Linked DNA regions of Mus musculus: regions 2, 3, 4 and 5 are each linked to region 1. Evidence: chromatin contacts called from public Micro-C and promoter capture Hi-C data. All regions are on one chromosome and are shown on one strand. Each heading gives the region's core, a stretch centred on a gene start, on an enhancer-like site or on the middle of the called end of the contact. The rest is flanking DNA. Distances are from core to core; before and after follow the strand shown.

Region 1 (3,492 bases), core at 272-2,771:
AACCTTTTATTTTAAAGTTGTACTTTGCATCTCTTGTTAATCACTGAGCTCATGAAATTCAAAGCCATACAAATCCTTACATTAACAGTCATAAGCTTGAAACTCTTAAAAGACGACCTTGATCAAAGCTTTGGAATCCAGTAAAAATTAGAAAACGAGTGGCCTTCAGAATACCCTGAGCGTACACCAGCACTTCACCAGGAAACATAGTCGATCTTCTGTCCAGAAAGTGGGGCTGACAGTCAAAAAGAAAACAGAAGGGGAATCAGGAGCAAGTAAAATTCTGGCTGTATTACACAAGCACGAAAACAAAATTCCTTTGGAGAAAAAAATTTGTAAGTCTTCGGAGGTCTTCCAGACCGGTGAGGTAGAGTCCGAGAGGGAGAAAACGCACGTGTCCCTCCAGGTTCTGGAGACGTCTCCATCCGGGTTGGGAAGCAAAGGGACTTCTGTCGCGGGTCCGGCCGTCCCGTCTGGCCGCGGGCGTGGGGGCCGCACCTGTCCCGATCCTGGACCGCGGCGCCGCACCGCATCCAGGGGCCTAGTTCGCGCATAAAGTGCACCAAAGGGGGCCGGTTCTGTAAACATTCGACTGACATTGACATAAGTCCGTTCCAGCGCGCGGAAGCTTCCCCGGGCGGCGGCCGGCAGGAGGCGCCGCAGCGCGCATCACAGCCGGTGCACCGGGAAGCGGCGCAGCCTCACCACCGGGTCCAGGTCCACTCGCAGCACTTGGCTCGCCCTGCGCCGCGCCACCGCCAGGCTGCGCTCGCCCCACACGTCGTCGCCGACGCGGATGGTCGGGAAGCTGGTCAGCGTCGGGGTGGCCGCCCTCCAGATCTCCTCCAGGGTGCGGCCCCCGAAGCTGGATGCGGGAGGCCCGGGCTCCGCGGCCGCAGCGGCGGGGCGCGGCCTACGGGTGTCCGCGGCAGCCCGAGCTCCACGGCGCCTCCTCCTGGGCGTTGCGCGCGGGCGCGGCCGGCGCGCGGGGCGGCTGTCGGGCGCCGGGGGGTCGGGCACCAGTGCCCGGCACGAGGAGTAGCCGTAGACGTCCTTGCTGCGCAGGATGTGCGGGGAGAACTGGTGCTTGAGGCTGCAGAGGAAGCTCCAGAGCTCCGCTTCCGAGCTCATGAACTCCGTGCTGCTGGGCATGAAGAGCTTGAAGGCGTCGCCCAGCGCCTCCGTGCTTCCGGCCAGCGACAGTTGCGACCGCGAGTACACCACCTTCTCCTCCAGCGCCTCCAGCCCGGCCCCTCCTTCCGCTCCGTAGCCGCCGCCCCAGGCAGCCCGGGGCCGGCGCCGCCGCCTCTTCACGCCGCGTCGCATCAGAGGCCGCTCGGGACCGCCCGCCGTCCCTGTCCGCGCCCGGCTCGGCGGCGCTCGCCTGTGCTGGCGCCTTCCGCCCGGCGCTGCTAGCCTGTGCTGGCGCCTTCCGCCCGGCGCCGCTCGCTACTTTTCTCGCCTCGCCGCCCCTCCCCCTCGGGGCGGAGGACGCGCTGGTTGTCCTGTGGCCGGGCTAAAGATGGCGGCAGCGGCGGGCGCCCACCCCGGGGCTTTGTCATTGGACGGCGCCCGCCCCCTCCCCTGGCTTCTCTTTCTTCTCTTCTCTTGCCTCCTTTCGCCCTCAGCCTTTCTTTAAATGGGCCCGCCTTAGTCCCCGCCTCCCACGGCCTCAGCTCCTCCCATTGGGTGCTCTCCGAGTGAGGGGCGGGGACTGATGGGGGAGAGGCCAGTTCGTGGAACATGGTGGCTGTGGTGGGTGATGGTGAGGCCCTGGAAGGCCAGTCAACCATTGGGTGGATCCATGAGGGTTGCCCTGTCAAGAGAAGGAAGTGGGTGGGTGTGAGTGCCATGTTTGGGGGTGTCGTGGGTGATTGTGTTCAGCTGTGGGTTGAGCTGGGGAAGTCTACCAGTCTGAATAATGAGAGAGAACCCCAAGACTTGATAGTATAACAGCTGAGAGAGTTGGGTATAAACTAGAAGGGATGGGCATTTCATGAATCCCTTCTAAAGTCTCAAATCCTGCTTTGGCATCTTCATATGCTTTGCCTCTCTTGACCCCATCTTTTAAGAAAACTAAAAGTTCAGGCATTGATGACAGCTTCCTTCTGGGCAATGGAACCATCTTGGCACATTTAGGAGGTACAGGTCACTGGGAAAGAAAAGAGTTAATACTGTATGAACTAAAAAGTCTGCTCAAGTTGGACAAACAGCAATGGCAGCAAAGCTGTTCTGCTGAAAGAAAACATTTTTTTTAAATCAGAGTGCTATTCCACATTTCAGTTGGTATTAAATTGCCATTCGCAGCACCATCTCTATCCTTGATGTAGTATTCCACGTAATCAATAAGATTCTTTGAGAAGAATACATCCTTAAGAATGAATCACCTTTTGTATTTGGGAAGACAGTAGTAGACATCCTTTTTGTCAATTCCTCTATTCACTCTCAACTCGCTGCCTATTCACATAATAGGCGTTGAATGCATACCAAATGGATGTATGAAATAGCACTGCCTGTTTGAAATGGAGTGCAGCACTGAAATTGCTTAGAACAAGGTAATTATATATTTTGCATTTATATTGCAATTTTCTTTGAAGTCCTTTAAACTTCATTATTCCCCTTGCTGGGGATAGAACCCAGAGCTTCACACATATGAAGACTGCACCCTACTAGTGATCTATACCCTCCAGCCCCTAAGATTTCTGTAAAATAAGGTTTTTTTTTTTTAAATCTATGTCCTGGTGCTAGAATTTTCTTCAGTAAGTATCTTATTTTGCAGCACACAATGAATGCAATGCCAAATTTTTGTGATCTGCATACAGTTAAAATAGTTCCTTTAAATATTTGAGCTGAGACACACCTGGTTCAGTCTTCTTGTCGCACAGATGAGGGCAGTTTAGACCCACAGGAGTTTATTAAGACAGCTTGCTAACAGCAGGGTTGCTGCTATAGAGCTTTATGTCCCTAATCTAGAGATCTTTATATTTCACTGCTGGTTCTTCCACACTGTGTTGTGCTAACTAAATAGAAATGCTTTATGCATGTTCAGTGGCATGACCAAAAGACATAGCTGTATACCCCTGATCGTACTTCTCACCCACAACTAGGAAATTTTAATCTGTCCTGTACTGGACACGGATAATATTTTGTTTGAACCATATAACATTTTATTTAGTTTTAATAAAAGCTAAAAAAAAAAAAAGAATAAAAGAGAGAAACTTGCTTTCCTATACTAAAGTGCACACTCTACACAGTAGGCTGATGGCAAAAATAAAAACGGTGACCATGAATCAGTTTTCCATGTACCAAAATGATGGCAGCCTTATAAAGAGAAAATCGTTTTCCTAGAAAAGCATACTTCCTCTCAGAACAAGATTACATAGACAATCACTAGCTTCCTGTCTCCTCATGAAGGAATTACGTTGCAACCACTGTATTCATAGCTAGTTCTCTTGGTAATTCTGAGAACACATAATGTGAAATTTGAATAAT
Region 2 (3,492 bases), core at 259-2,758, 770 kb before region 1:
TCCCTGCTTTTGCCACCCTCTTTTCCAGCCTCTTCTAAATCTACATCTGCAGATGAAAAAGAAAAGGAAAAAAGAAAATGAGGAAAAAAGGGGGGATGCCAAAGTCAAGGGGGGAGGGAGAGTGTTTATTGACAAACAGATCGATCTAAATACTGTATCTGAAAATCTTGCAAAATTTGACAATGCAACATTTTCTCCCGAGTCTGGCTTTCCATCTACCTGGCCCAGATAGGTACCCCCAAAAAAGGAAAGGAAAAAAAAAACTATGCAAGCAGCAACAGAGTCGCCTTTTAAACAGACACCACCGTGGGGCTGCGAAAGCCCACCCCGCAGGCTGCCTGCCCCGGAGAGCCAGGCACAGACAGACAGACAGCTTTGCTGGCAGCCGGGCCTCTCTGTGCTCTGATGGTCTGTGTCTGTGTGTATTTATTTAGAGAGAGAGAGAGAAGCATGGAGGACGCCGGGGGCCACTCTCTCTCACACACACACTTTTTCCCAGTGGCTCTAGGTGAATGGAAAGGTTACAGGATAATAAAAGGAGGTACAGGCGGTGGGGTTCTTACTGTCGGAGCAGTGTAATTTGGCGGCGTCGATCCAGGAGGACCAGGGTTTGCCCAGAAACGCCTCCGGACTGGGCACTTTGCGGTGCAGTGTCGCCATTGCTGTTCCTTCTTGTTGCTTTTTCCCTGTTCCTTCGGCAGCAGCAGCCGAGAGACACGGGATTCGAGAACGCTCCGACGTCATCTTCGGAACGTTCCGACATTGAGTGTTCTGAGAGGGGGAGGAGGGCGGCGGAGGAGGCGGGAGGCGGGGCGCGCTCGGCCCTGCCCGGCCCTGCTGTGCTGCGTGCAGCCGCTGGGGGCGCCAGAGAGGCGCCGTGTGCGCGGGGCTCGGGAGAGCGCGGAGTCCGGCAGGCTGAGAGCAGAGCCTGAGTGCGCCGCCGGTTCAGCCGGGCAGGGTCGCCTCGCGCCAGGATGCTGCGCCCCGCCGCCCTGTCCAGCCAGCAACCCTGGCGCGACCCCGGGAAGAAGCACAGGTTCTTTCGTCCAGTCGCCGCTGGAGGACCGAAAGTTTTGCTCGCTGCAAGTCTCTTCCTCCCAGAGTCCCAGTCACCCACCATGCGACGTCCCAGAAGGATCCCGGAGGCTTAGTGGGAACGAAATCGGCTGTTTTGCACCCCTCCATCCTTATCCCTCAGGGTAGAGCAGGGACTCTAGAGAGTACACCTCCCAGCTACCATCCACTTCACCCTGTCTCCTCTCTCGGTGAGCCTTGGAATCCGGTCTCTTCGCAGATGCCTTCAGGAGTCAGAAGCAAAGGGGAAATGGACATAACTCCGAGAAACCGGTGAGTGGGGGCAAGGGGAGTGATCATCCCATCCTTGGTTTCATAGCAGGCAAAATTCCAAAATCATTTTGTCTCTGGCGTTCCCGGGGATCTGTGCGATGGTTGTGTGTCCCAGCTGGTAGAGCCACTGCGGAGACTTTGCTCCGCGCACACCAGAGACTGAGCGAGCTCAAGGCTCTTGGGTGATGCTAAGCCCCTCCCTCAGACCCAGCACTTGCACAGAGCAAGCAGGTTGGCCAGAGGACTTCGCATCACCGGAGAACCTGACTGCCAGGTGTGTAGACGCGTGGCGCTTTGAGATGTCTCTTCTGACCCTAGGGGCTGGTAAATGAGACCTTAACCTTCTGTTACCTCTTTAGAATTGTTTGCTTACTAGGAATTCCCTAAACTGTAAAGACACCCTTACCCCCGTAATCAATAACTTTTCTATTTGTGAAGCATCCTTCCATTCTTACCACTGCTGTCCCCGGGAGCCCTTCTGCTCCACACTGAAGCGTTGCTTAATTCTGGGCTGTATTCTGGTGGGGCTGGAATGTCCTGGCACTCAGCACCATGAACCTCAAAACCTGCATTAGGATGGGGGCGGGGAAGGAACCTCTGGAGGCTTGTTTTCAGCTGTGATGTGTGTGCGCGAGTGGGCCTGCCTCTATGGGACATGGATAATTCTCAGGTTTGGATGAATTGCTACCTAACTAAGGTGCCAGTGGGTAAGGAATTACCTTACTTTAAATACTTGTGGTTTGGGAAATATTTCTCAGACCTTGACATCTTAGATGAGCCAGGCGCTGTACCTGACATTACTTCACCCATGCATCTTTTTAAATAACATTGTTTCTCATGGACCGGTTGCCCAGGGTCAGAGAGAGAGGGAGATCCATCCTGGTCTTCACAGAGCTGCAGCTGGAGAACGATCATGCTTAGCTCTTCAGGGAAGCTAGGCATGTGTACAGTGACCCCAGACCAGTGTGGCAAGGGTATGGACTTTCACGGCAGGGCCAGTTCCTTGGCGGAAGTTGAAATGAGCTAAGAGTGTTCAGAAAAAATGTGTCACCAAGAAAACGGAATCTGCTCTGCATATTAGAAATTGGGAAGATCTTATAGTAAGCTGAGGTCTGGTCTTGCCTAGAAAAGGGGACCATGCAGAACCTTGGGTGAATGTAAGCATATGTGGGTCGATGGTGTGGCTTAGCTGTGTAACGTCTTGTGTCCTACTAGGACCATCATTGGGAGCTAGCTGGAGGCAGCTAGGAAAAAACCAACATGTTCCATTCAAACATGTCCCCAAAATTGCTTAATAGACTTCGACTTAAATGAATCCATCTATCCCATCTGCCACTCTTGCTAAATTTCTCTGAGCATCTCAATTTGTGAGGACTTTGCTACCTACACCATTCGTTTTTCTCTAAGATTTCTCAGCACCTGGAAGGCAAGTGTACCACCCACCTTGCTGGTTGGACCATGTTGTTTATTTTTCCTACCTCACTTCTGGTGATAGATTAGAAACAGGACTAACATCAGAAATCCTCCTCGCCACCTAGGAATACCAGTTGGAGGGATTTCAGCTCTTTGTTAATGGATAGCACTAGAGCCCAGCCATGAATGAGCCGGGCATGATGAACAGACTCTTTTTGATAAGTAGAACTGAAGGAACCCAGGACATTTGCATTCTGGCAGGGCAGGGCAACCTCCATGGGAATGTGTCCTCTGCTTTCCAGTCCCCTTGCTCCTGGCAGAGTCAACAGACTCCTGTCTCCTAGGATGTGCAAAAGAGTTCTGTACTCCCTGTGGCTCGGACTTAGTGGATCCTGCTCTGTTCCTAACCACTGTCACTTGCCAGGGCCACCATAGGAGCAATGGTAGCCCTTTCTTACCCCTTAGCTCACCTGGGAAGAAGTTGAAAACTGATGTACGCGTACTCACTGAAACAAAGCCAGCCCTCATTGCTTAATGTAGTTGGGGGAGGGGAGCTTGAGGGAGCGTGGGATAGTGTGAGCATGTGATTCAATGTCCCGAATCCTACTGAACCTCAGCTTTCTTGATCCGTTGAATGGTCACCCAAAGCTGCTGTTCTCTTTAAGTTAATGTATTAGGGGAAATTCAGGGTGCTGAGCCCTGCAGATAAATAAGGCCTGATACATAGTGAGT
Region 3 (3,492 bases), core at 584-3,083, 740 kb after region 1:
GTAACCCCACGTGCAAATTCTTTTCAGAGACCTCTACTTGGGTGAAACAGGAATTCTTGACTGTGCCACCAAGAGAAAAAAGAAAAGTGGCAGGGGTGGGGGAGGAATTTCAGAGGCTTAGTAAGAAGCAGAATTGGAGTTTATTGTTTTCGAGCTGGAGTTTCATGTAGTCACAGAAGCTTCAGAAACACTCTCCAAAACAAGAAAACAAGAAACAAGAAAACGAGAAAACAAGAAAACGTGAGCAAGTGGTGAGGGAGACATTGCCATCCACCTTTGCCCTCCACCACCATATACATGTGCACTCGCAAAGAAGGTTCTAAAGAGCGTACCATAGATTTAAGCACAGACATTTTTTTGTTTTGTTTTTTTGTTTTTTGTTTTTTCGAGACAGGGTTTCTCTGTATAGCCCTGGCTGTCCTGGAACTCACTCTGTAGACCAGGCTGGCCTCGAACTCAGAAATTTGCCTGCCTCTGCCTCCCAAGTGCTGGGATTAAAGGCATGCGCCACCATTCCCGGCGCATAGACATTTCTAATAGACACTTAGCAGAAGGACACTACAAACCCAAATGAACATGGGCTGCTCAAAAGTCATGATTAAATTAAGCATCTGAGCAACTGCACAACAGCCTTACAGGGGATTTTTAACCTTTTGAAGTTACATTCTGAGATTTGCAAATATTCACATATGTTGAAAACCTGGAAGTATTTGGAGTTCCCTTTTAGATTCCTAGTTTTGTTAATAAAAGAATGCCAAAGCTTTTTTTAAAGGGCAATACTATTAATTTGGAATTAAAAACAAACAAAACAAAACAAAAAAAAAAGGTAGCCAAGGGGATGGAGAAGAGGAGGAAAAAGACAAAAGTTACATCTTTAGGCATAAAGGGTCCAATAACACTGCCTTGTTCAGAAATGAAGGTCTACCAGTACTTCCGGGAGGGGGCAGGTATTCAGAAATGAGAAAGCCCATTATCAGCAGAAAGCTTGCTTAGGCTTTTGGCCATCCACTAAAGAAAAACAGAGGCAGGTGTTAGGCTTTTCTGAATTAGAACCCAGAAAACCAAGCAAGCTTACTACTGCCACAGGGCAGAAGGAAGCTCCTTCAAGGAGTGCCATCTTGGGATGTGTAAGTGCTGCGTCGTATTAATGGAATAATTATCCCTCCCACCTCTTTAACACATCTCCAAGTGAATCCTTTTTCCTGGATAGTGAACTCCTGGCCAGCTTAATGGAGACAGTATGTAATGTAGTATGTAATGTTATCGGGATGCCAAGTCTCTACTTGGAGCAGGGATATTACAGGAATTGACCAGAAAGCCTAAGGAGAGGCAGTAGTTAGGTTTTTCTTTCTAGTGTTACCAGGGAAACCAGAGGTGGAATGCAAAGTTAACCAAGCATGAGAGCATCCACCCTCAAAGGTTTCTGGGGCCTATCTAGTTACCTAAGGGAATATGGTTAGGTAAAGGAGTAGACCCAGCAGTTCCCACAAGTTGCCTGGTCTTGCCTATGGGCACGGTAGGACCAGGAAAACAGCATGCAAAACACAAAACGCTCCACAGACCCCCCAGGCCTGGGCCATGACTTAAATTCAGTTTAGCTCCGGGCAGGGAGGCAGGTTACCACCCTAGGGCACCTGGCTGGGTCCCACCATAGACCCGGGCCCTGGCTCCCGTCATCCGGCATCAGCCGCATCGGGGATCAGCCCTCCGGGGATACCGAGCCCACGTGGAGGAGCCTCGGCCGCCTCACGCCGCGCACCAGGAAACAAGGGCCGCGGGAGGCGCGGTCGCGCCAGTGTGACCTCAGCCGGGCCCGGCGCGCTCCCGGCGGCGTGGGACGTGCGCGCGCAGGCGGGCGGCGGGGCACGCGGAGCGATCGGCGGCGGGTAAGCCTGACGGGCGGCGGGCGGCCCCGCTGCTGACCTCGCGTCCGGCGGCTCGGGCCGCGGCGTTCTGCGGCCCGAGCCACCTCGGGACCGGGGAAGAACCTGCGGGGCCGTCCGGCGCACTGCCTCGTCACCCGGAGTTAGGCGAACTCCCGGCAGGCCCCACGCCGCGTGTCTGGCCGTTCACCCATGTTTCTCTAAAATTGAAATCTTTCTCTGTATAGGTGTGAAGAAAAAACAAAACAAAACGATGACAATCCAATGGGCGGCGGTTGCCAGCTTTCTTTATGCTGAAATAGGACTCATTTTACTCTTCTGTCTGCCCTTTATTCCTCCACAGAGGTAGGAAACCGTCAGATCCTTAACAGTACCAAATGTTTGATTAGCTTCTTCAGGCTACGGCGTGCGATGCTCTTTGTAAGGTTAGAAAGTTTTGGGAGGGCCGGCGGGGTGGCTCAGTAGGTAAAGGGCCCTTGCAGCCAAGGGAGAGAATTTCAGTTCGATACCCAGAAACCACCTGGTGGAAGGGGAACCGACTCCACAAAGTTGTCTTCTGACCGCCACACTTCCACCCTGGGACGCCCAGAAACACCCATGCACGCACATAAACACATGATGAATACACATGCATACATACAACAAATGGATAATTAAATAAAAGATGGGAGCCAATTATATAAAAGGTAGTCTTTAAAAATGAAACTCAAATTTGCAATCTGGTAACTATTAAAATTCTACTTTATATAAAGCTTGATTCTGTGTACAAATAGATTTTCACCTCCTTTTTAAAAGAACCTAGGTTTTTTTGGGGGGTGGGTGTCTTGATTACAGGTATAATAAAGCCATGGTTATGCCTTGGACATCTTTCCTGTCTATATATCTATATTCTCTCTCTCCTCTCTCCTTCCTCCCCCTTCATCCTCTTCCCCCACCCCCCACCGCCTCTTCATTTCTCTCCTTCCTCTTCCCCCTCTTCCTCTCTCCCTCCCCTTCCCCTAAACTGCCCTGCATTTGAGCAGAGAAATAAAAGGATGGGTGCAAAACTGTTTACTTGGGACAATAAAATGGACTGGCTCAGGGTCCACGCAGTCTTTCAAAAACTTGAAACTCCTCATCTGCTTGGTTTGCAGCTCTTCTCTGTCCTGGTCTCCACACCATGCCCTTTCCTTCCCTCACAAGAAGCAGTAACTCATACTGTAGGAAGGGATGTACCAAGTTCTTCCCACCAACCATGGGTTCTATAGATCACATGCTTAAGGCCAGAAAGGCTCTGTTCCATAACCTAAGTCACCTAACTGGTCAGTGTCAGACTCCAGATGAGATCCTTAGCTTACAGTCACACAATGCTGTCCCTGTTCTTTCTACCTCAGATTTCAAGCAGACATATTTGGTACTACTTATGACAGTCTCACACATATTCAAGAAGTCATTTTTTTTATGCACAACAGATTTATAAATAAGGCTTAGAGCTTTGATAAAAAGAAGTCATCAGGAGGATTGATAGAGCAGTCTTTTTCTTCTTGCCATTTACAGTTTTGTACCCATCCTGATCTAGTAGCTGTTAGATGAAAGTGTGAATCGGTGCACATGACATATGAATATTGTC
Region 4 (3,492 bases), core at 529-3,028, 720 kb after region 1:
GGCAGAGGCAGGTGAATCTCTGAGTTCTAGACCAGCCTAGTCTACGAATTAAATTCCAGGACAGCCAGAGCTACAACAGAGAAACCCTGTCTTGAAAAATAAACAAATAGTGTGGGATCCTTATATCATATAACAAATTACTTCAAGGAAAGAGCCAAGCTTTTACAAGTTTAAATAGGATAAGAAGCAGAAGTGCCCATCTGACTTACTTCCAAGGAACCAATGAGGACCTCTGCAAAGTGATTTTAACATTATAGAATGGGAGTGTTTGGATTCTAGACAGGAATAAACTCCACAGCACAAAGGAAGGGAATGTCCTTAAAACAAAGGGCTTTATTTAATTGCTGAGACTTTACTTAATTGTATTTGAAACCACAGAAGGAAAAAAGCAAGCATAGTTTTAAGTTCAGTTTAAGCTCAAAGGCTGGACAGCTATTAAACACACACACACACACACACTCGTTTCAGGATTTTGAAACTTGGTTAAATTTAAATTTCAATTAAGACACAAAGATGAGGTGCATCAGGCAGAAACTCTAAGAATATACCACAACCTAACTCTGAAAAACATCACTAGTCTTGACAAGATATAAAATATCTATTAAAAAGATATAAAATATTCAACAATCAGGGAAAACACCATAATTTAAATTTCAGTTTGATCCTTTAAGCCACTCTTATGTGGAAAATTAAAAAAAAAAATCTGTTCCTACTGTATGCAGAATACTGCTTTTAACTCTGTGGAATATAAAAAGAGGTTCCTATGCTTGGCTTGGTAGCCTTTGATCCCAGCAGGTGGTAGACAGAAGCAGGTGTATCTCTGTGAGTTCAAGGCTAGACTGACTGATCTACAGGGAGTTCCAAAACAGTCAGGGTTTCATAGAGTAACCCTGTCTCAAAAACAAGGGGGAAGGGGATTGGGGAGGAGGAGGCGCAAGGGCCTCGGAAGCAATTAAGGTGATAAATGCAAACGCTTTTAATAGATGAAAGAACTTAGTGTCAACTAGAGAAAAGATGGGATGATTAAGGCCTAATACCTTTAGCAAACTGAATTTTGTTCTGTCTCTCAGATTGAGCATTAATACAACCGAACTTGACTTTCAAGCGTACTATACTATAGAAAGGTATATAGTTAATTTACTTGGGATAATTTCTCTTCAAACTACCAGTAATCCTGACTTCAGTACTCGACATGTATGGATAACAGAGGCACCTGCATAGCCCAAGAACTGAACACGGAAATTTCCAACTCCACATTTTGCATCCTCCATCCCTTTCCTTAAGCAGCGAGCGGTCTGTCACCTAGGGTGAGTTCACACTTCTGGGCACGGACAGTGCAATCCTTGGTCAGGAACTGAGCAGCAGTAGCGGCTATCAGCCCCGACCACGTCGTGCAGGAACTACAGCGATGTCCCGGGCGCATCATGATCCAGTGCAAACCCCAGCAACTAGACACCAGGTGTTTTCCCCAAGACACCCACGGGAAGAGAGGAACACGTTCCCCGTGAAACTGGGGGACCAGGACAATCCCGGACGCCAGGGGGCCGGGCGGAGGGGAGTGGCCAAGTCCAGACAGGAAAACTTTGTGCAAAGTGACCGGTAGGATTCTCGGACTCTGCGCAAGGCAGGGCGACCCAGGCCGGGCCACCGTCCGACGCCTTACCGTCCTGCAGGATCGCCTGCACGGTCGCCGCCACTACTGCGGAACCCGAAGCCCCACGGCCTGCTACGGAAATTGTGCTGTCTCCACCTTCCATGTTGGCAAGTGCCGGGTTGATGACGTCTTGCAATCGCCCCGCCCTCCAAGTGACGCAGAATCAAGGCGCCGCCCCACCTGCCCGGCCCGGGTTGCGTTTGGGAACCTAAGTACTACAATCCTACGTGCAAGGAAAGACAGGTCGCCGCCGGGGCCTTCTCCCATTCCGCTCCGGACGCAGCCACCGCGCCGATCTCCAACGCAAGTATTGGGCCTGAGAACTCCGGCGTGGGGAAGAGGCTCTTGGGAGCGTCACGGCCCTCCTCGCCCAACACGTGGGAGCTTAGGGCTGCTCAGCCTTACCTAGTCCCCGCCTGGAGTGGCAAGCCCGGGTAGCAGGCAGTATATGCTGGGGAAGAATAGTTGTTAAGCTCTGCCCTTAAAAATAAAAACGTTTAAATATTCGTAACTATTTATTGAGTTGGTCTGGAGCTACTCTGCATTTTGCATTCCCTTAACATCGCCTCAGAAGATTTTTCCCTCCTGTGTTTGACCTCAGTCACGATGCGGTAGCGAGAGGCAGCGCGCCTAGAGTTGCATTAGATTTCAGTATGCATAGTTTACGAAACTACTTTGTTTGTAATAATCATACACGACGAATAGCATTATCTGAATTACAGGATGATTTTCTTTCCTTAGCTTTCTTGTTTTTCACAAAAAAAAGATTGACTTTAGTCTACATATTAATATGCAATAAAGTTTTTAACGCCCACTATACATACCAGCACAAGTTTTCAAAAAAAAAAAAATTCACTTATATTTTAAAAGGAATTCTAGGTGTAGAAGCACATATTACCAAAATATTATGTCCGGTGCTGCATGCTTTGGAGAACTTTAAAACAAAATATTGATACCTTCATCCCATAAGTTCAGAGAGCTGTTTTTGGTCTTGGATGTGACTTAAGCATTTTTATTCCTAAAAGTTTCTGCATCCTAATTTACTATCAAGATTGAAAGCTATAGCTTATTCAAGAAATTCATACTGAAGCAGACTTTGCCATTTAGTCTGGCCACAAGAATGAGTAAGAGCAAAATCATGCTTTAGAAAGTCAGTCATGACGCCATTGCCGATCACCACCTCCTAGTGTGTACCAGTTCTGTAATGTGTAAGATTCTTCCCTCCTTTGCAAATAGTCTCTTAGTGGTTTACTCCGTGTTTATTCCTCATATCGACATAGCCCATCTCTGACTTAGCTTAATTACGCTCCCATTTTCCTCTGAACAGTGTTGACACTTCCAAAGATTTCTTGCAAGCCATGACATCCTTCAGTATATTGGCCTTGTGTTCATTTAGCCTACTGCCAAACATTAAAGACTGAATTTTGAACAACTAGCCTTTTATAGAGTTAGCTTTTATCTGGCAATAGATTACAAAGGCCAAAATGGAATATAAAAACAAAAACTATGAAGTCAAAAGCTTTAAGTACAACATGAAAAATATTAAACAATTTTATCACTTGTACTTTGGGCATAAAAGTTATTTACGGTGCACTTACTTGGTAATAACTGAATATCTTCACTGGTAATAAATTTAGATTATTTAAAATAATAAAGTTGTTTCTGCCTTCTGATTCACAAAAAAACTAGAATAAAAGTATCAGAGTTTCTTTTTTAAGTTGTATGTGTATGTATGTAGATGAATATATGTGTGTGCTACAAGTCCCCTCAGAGGCCAGAGGTGTAGGACCCCCTGAAACTGAGCATAGAAGTACCATGATCCTCCCAATGTGGGTGCT
Region 5 (3,492 bases), core at 483-2,982, 550 kb before region 1:
GCTTCTACCCAGCCCAGGCCACCAGGAAACCCAGAGTCACAGCCATGTCAGTGTGAGCTTCCTAGGTACAGTATTCCCCCCTACTTGTCATGAATTATCTGTGGCCTCTTGGGCTTATGTCTGTATGTTAAGGCTTTGGATGGGGTTTGTTTATCCTAAAAGGGAATAATGAAACTTTTTTTTCCTCTGCTGTGTGTGTGTGTGTACTAGAGAGAGAGAGAGAGAGAGAGAGAGAGAGACAGAGACACAGAGAGGGAGAGAGGGAGAGACAGACAGACAGACAGAGACAGAAAGACACAAGAGGGAATCCTCCATGTGTACATTGAGGCCACAGGTCATGAACTCAAAACCAGGGAGGCAGAGGCAAAAAATCTGAAGTTTAAGGCCAGCCTGTGCTACAAACTAAGACCAAGTTCCAAACCAGGACAGAACAGAAGGAAACCCTTGTCCATGCCTTATCATTGCCACCCGACAAAGCAGTGGTGGGGTTTCTCCCTGTCACGGCCCATAATTCTTAGTCCTAGGCACACATGTGAGTCTGGTGGCAGGGCCTTTCACATCTCCTGCGGGCCAGGCCCTAGACTCACTACAGGTGCTGCTTGGGCACTTTTTTGTTTTTTAATCTTATGTGTATGGGTGTTTTGCCTGCATGCATATCTATGCATGTGTGTGCATGCTCATGATGGCCAGAAGAGGGCATTGGATTCTCTGGGAATGGAGTTGCAAATGGTTCGGAGCCCGTCTTGTGAGTTCTGGGAATCAAATCAGGTTTTCTGGAAGAGCAGCCAGTGTTTTTAAATGCTGAGCCATCTCTCCAGCCCTGGCACTGCAACTTTTTAAAACCTAGCCAGGTGGCTGTAAAACACGGAGAATATTACTACTGTCGAGTTTCAGAATCAGAAACTCTCCAGCAGAATTGACAGGAGAATCCAGCGAGCCAGCCCACTGCTCCGTTTGGATGTGAGGGCACTGTCACTGGAAACAGATGAATCACACAGAAGGGAAGCAGCCTGCCAGTCAGGTGCTGGTGAATGACTGACACTGTGGGAGAGGAAGCAGCTTCCTCTCCTCTTCGGTTTCCCGTATTCTTGTGGACGCACATTCACAGTATTGTTTTGACAACTTAGCTTTTTAGATACCCACACCGCAAATATCCATTTCTTTCCTGACACAAAATAGATTGTACTACCCGTCAAAATTATTTCCTAGTATGGAAACTCAAAATATTTCCTTTTCTGATTCTTAGCACTTGGCAAGTCTGTTGAGTGGGTCACTTCGACTCCCAACAGCTTAGAAGCAGCTGAGGACTGCATTTTTTATACCTTCCCACACCGAACATAACAGGTGCACACCCTCGGCCTCCCATTTAGGTCCGGCTTGTTTGATGTGGGAGCTAAGTCGGTCTATACTGGTCTAACACAAAGCGAACACCCCAAGCGGGCCTGGACTAGAGAGGCTACCTGAACTGTGGCGTGCTTAAAGGTGTGCTCGTGTTTCCTGATTTAACTGGGTCAGTTTGGTTTATTTTTGCCATTTGGTCTCAGGGCAGGCAGGGCCTGATTCAGTGTGCTGGCAGTCCCCAGCTATTGCAGGATCTGAGCGACAGGGGCAGGTGTTCATAAACCCCAGGGGCTATTATTTAATTTTGCCTCCCCCGCCCCCCAGCCTCATGGTTTATAGATGAGCAGCACGGTGCCTGTGTTCTATTTTTAACTGAACATGCTCTGTTCTGCTGGAATCTGTTCTTTAGACACTGCATTATGCAAACTGGCTCCAGAGTTTGCCAGGAGCGCTAAACTAAACTGTGACAATTCCCAGACATCGTCATTGAAACCCCCTGCAGTGAAGCCAATAGCATGCTTGCTTACTGCAAGATAGTTCCGGCTGTGTTAACCGTGCTGCCTGGTGGTGTGTTAGCCAACTGTGCTGCCTGGAGAGAAAGCATGGCTGGCCACTTCAGAGGCAGGCGCCTCAACACTCCACTCTTGACTAATCCCAGAATAAATCCTTTGGGCTTTGGGAAGACATTAAAAAGGCTCAGGTGAGGGACATGAAACACAAAACAAGCCAGCATGAGGCACAAATGATGTGCTGCTCGGACAGAGGATCCTCTGAGTTGGTGTCCTGTAGAGCCATTCGCTAACTAAAAACAAGTACTTTGCACAGGCTGGTGTGGGGGTCCCAGGGTTTTCCCTTGGTGTGGCCATGGAGCAGTGACTGTCAAGAATCCCCAGAGCCATGGTTCTCCTCCAGTGCGTCTGGGTTGTTTAAGAAACCCCATGGCAGGGCTGCAGGGAGAGCAAGCATCTGGCAGCTTCTCTGGTGGTGAGAAAGAGGAAAGAACTTTAGATGGGAGGTACAGTTCTTGAAGCTGGGTGTGACAGCATGTGCCTGTAATCTCAGCTCTCAGGGAGTTGAGGATTTAAGGCTAGCCCAGGCTACACAGTGAATCTGAAACTAGCCTGAGCTATATATTATAAGGCCTTATCTGAAAAAAAAAAAAAAGTTAATCTACTTGAACAGGAATGACCTTTTAAAAGGTAAGTTCCTTGTGAGTCAGGATGACCGTGTTCACTTTGTCTCTTGCTGTTTCCCCAAATAGCAGTACCACAGAGATGGGAGGCACCCAAGAGTCTTTGCCCCATCAGGTGCTGCAAGAAACCTCTTCACTGAGCAGTTTATAAACAAGTGTACTCCTCAGAGTCTGGAGGAAGGAGGTCTAAGATGTAGGTGTCAGGGTCCTAAGAGAGCCTGTTCTCAGCTTTTAGTGTGTCCCCACATGACAGAATGGGTGAACAGGTCCTTTGGTGCCTTTCCTAAAGGTATCGGCCCCAACGCCTCCTATCTTGTGGATCGAGTTCCTGTGGAGGAAGCTAACACAGCGGTAAGCAAATGTGGACTGACAGAGGACACAGGGCCATTCGAGAAACTGTCAGAAACTGAGAATCACCTCAGAACACGCTGAGAAGGAGAGCTAAGGAGGTGAGGCCTGGGTTGTGGGAGGTTGGCACCTGACAGCAGTGGTTCCCACTGCTGGGTTCTCTTCTGGTTTTGATTGTCTACGCTCAGGCTTCAGAGCCCTGGGCATGAGAAAAAAAAAGGGAGAATGAATACGTTAGTATTCCATGAAGGCATAGAAGCAGGTATGTGGGAATGGCTGTCGTTCCATCTTCTGGGTAGTCATGGCTGTCAGGTGGGAGGCCCAGGGAGAGCCAGTGTCCCGTCAGTCAAAACCATGGCAGGGTGGCTTACATTCTATCTCAGATAAATTCTTTTTGTTTGGTAGAGAAGCATTCTCTCTGCTCTATTTCAGCTTCGGTTAAATGGACTACGAGGACCCACGTCATAGAGGGAAGTCTGTCTCACTGATTCTGATTTTTTTCAAATAAAATGTTTTCTTTAAGATACTTGTATGTGTGTATGTGCACCAGGATGTGGGTACCTGCAGAGTCTAGAATTAGCTGACCCCCTGGAACTGGACGTACAAGTGAT

The links. Promoter capture Hi-C pulls out the DNA fragments that hold promoters and counts their contacts. A called contact is a pair of places that touch in the nucleus more often than the background predicts.
Region 2: a Micro-C map of embryonic stem cells shows a contact between it and region 1, with 5 times the contacts expected there. The contact joins the promoter of Atxn7l1 here to the promoter of Ccdc71l in region 1. A contact is called at or near these places in 5 of 39 promoter capture datasets (fetal liver, hippocampal neurons, liver and 1 more), 1 of 484 Hi-C or Micro-C datasets (embryonic stem cells), 2 of 115 datasets of contacts at active chromatin or transcription factors (astrocytes and memory CD8 T cells) and 1 of 9 other capture datasets (liver).
Region 3: a contact with region 1 is called in a promoter capture Hi-C map of pre-B cells, with 5 times the contacts expected there. The contact joins the promoter of Bcap29 here to the promoter of Ccdc71l in region 1. A contact is called at or near these places in 8 of 39 promoter capture datasets (erythroid cells, fetal liver, hematopoietic stem and progenitor cells and 4 more), 4 of 484 Hi-C or Micro-C datasets (CD4 T cells, liver, pre-B cells and 1 more), 1 of 115 datasets of contacts at active chromatin or transcription factors (memory CD8 T cells) and 1 of 9 other capture datasets (adipose tissue).
Region 4: a contact with region 1 is called in a promoter capture Hi-C map of pre-B cells, with 4 times the contacts expected there. The contact joins the promoter of Cog5 here to the promoter of Ccdc71l in region 1. A contact is called at or near these places in 5 of 39 promoter capture datasets (the C10 cell line, liver, neutrophils and 1 more), 1 of 15 datasets of contacts at CTCF or cohesin (the NIH/3T3 cell line), 1 of 484 Hi-C or Micro-C datasets (regulatory T cells), 1 of 115 datasets of contacts at active chromatin or transcription factors (astrocytes) and 2 of 9 other capture datasets (adipose tissue and liver).
Region 5: a promoter capture Hi-C map of neural stem cells shows a contact between it and region 1. The contact joins the enhancer-like site here to the promoter of Ccdc71l in region 1. A contact is called at or near these places in 2 of 39 promoter capture datasets (embryonic stem cells and neural stem cells), 5 of 115 datasets of contacts at active chromatin or transcription factors (astrocytes, bone marrow-derived macrophages, embryonic midbrain and 2 more) and 1 of 9 other capture datasets (liver).

What each region holds. Positions count from the first base shown.
Region 1 is chr12:32,376,818-32,380,309 of GRCm38.p6, reverse strand. It overlaps Ccdc71l (coiled-coil domain containing 71 like), which reads right to left and starts at 1,521. Exons shown (of 1, transcript NM_001162903.1): 1 at 1-1,521. The coding sequence starts at 1,326. The coding sequence ends at 670.
Region 2 is chr12:33,144,987-33,148,478 of GRCm38.p6, reverse strand. Atxn7l1 (ataxin 7-like 1) reads right to left here and starts at 1,508. Exons shown (of 11, transcript NM_001374022.1): 1 at 564-1,508; 2 at 1-46. The coding sequence starts at 744. F730043M19Rik (RIKEN cDNA F730043M19 gene) reads left to right here and starts at 893. Exons shown (of 6, transcript NR_015602.3): 1 at 893-1,347.
Region 3 is chr12:31,632,999-31,636,490 of GRCm38.p6, reverse strand. It overlaps Bcap29 (B cell receptor associated protein 29), which reads left to right and starts at 1,833. Exons shown (of 8, transcript NM_001164090.1): 1 at 1,833-1,886; 2 at 2,111-2,228. The coding sequence starts at 2,137.
Region 4 is chr12:31,653,155-31,656,646 of GRCm38.p6, reverse strand. Cog5 (component of oligomeric golgi complex 5) reads right to left here and starts at 1,778. Exons shown (of 23, transcript NM_001163126.1): 1 at 1,664-1,778. The coding sequence starts at 1,757. It overlaps Dus4l (dihydrouridine synthase 4-like (S. cerevisiae)), which reads left to right and starts at 1,821. Exons shown (of 7, transcript NM_028002.2): 1 at 1,821-1,957.
Region 5 is chr12:32,924,866-32,928,357 of GRCm38.p6, reverse strand. 4933406C10Rik (RIKEN cDNA 4933406C10 gene) reads left to right here. Exons shown (of 6, transcript NR_044986.1): 3 at 2,823-2,884. Among named protein-coding and RNA genes, the nearest start is that of Gm51998, 10 kb to the left of the region's middle. Within about 2 kb of position 1,732, at least 71 of the 459 cell types and tissues checked have an H3K27ac peak or open chromatin away from gene starts, as enhancers often do. A contact at or near this core is called in astrocytes and neural stem cells, where this site is marked.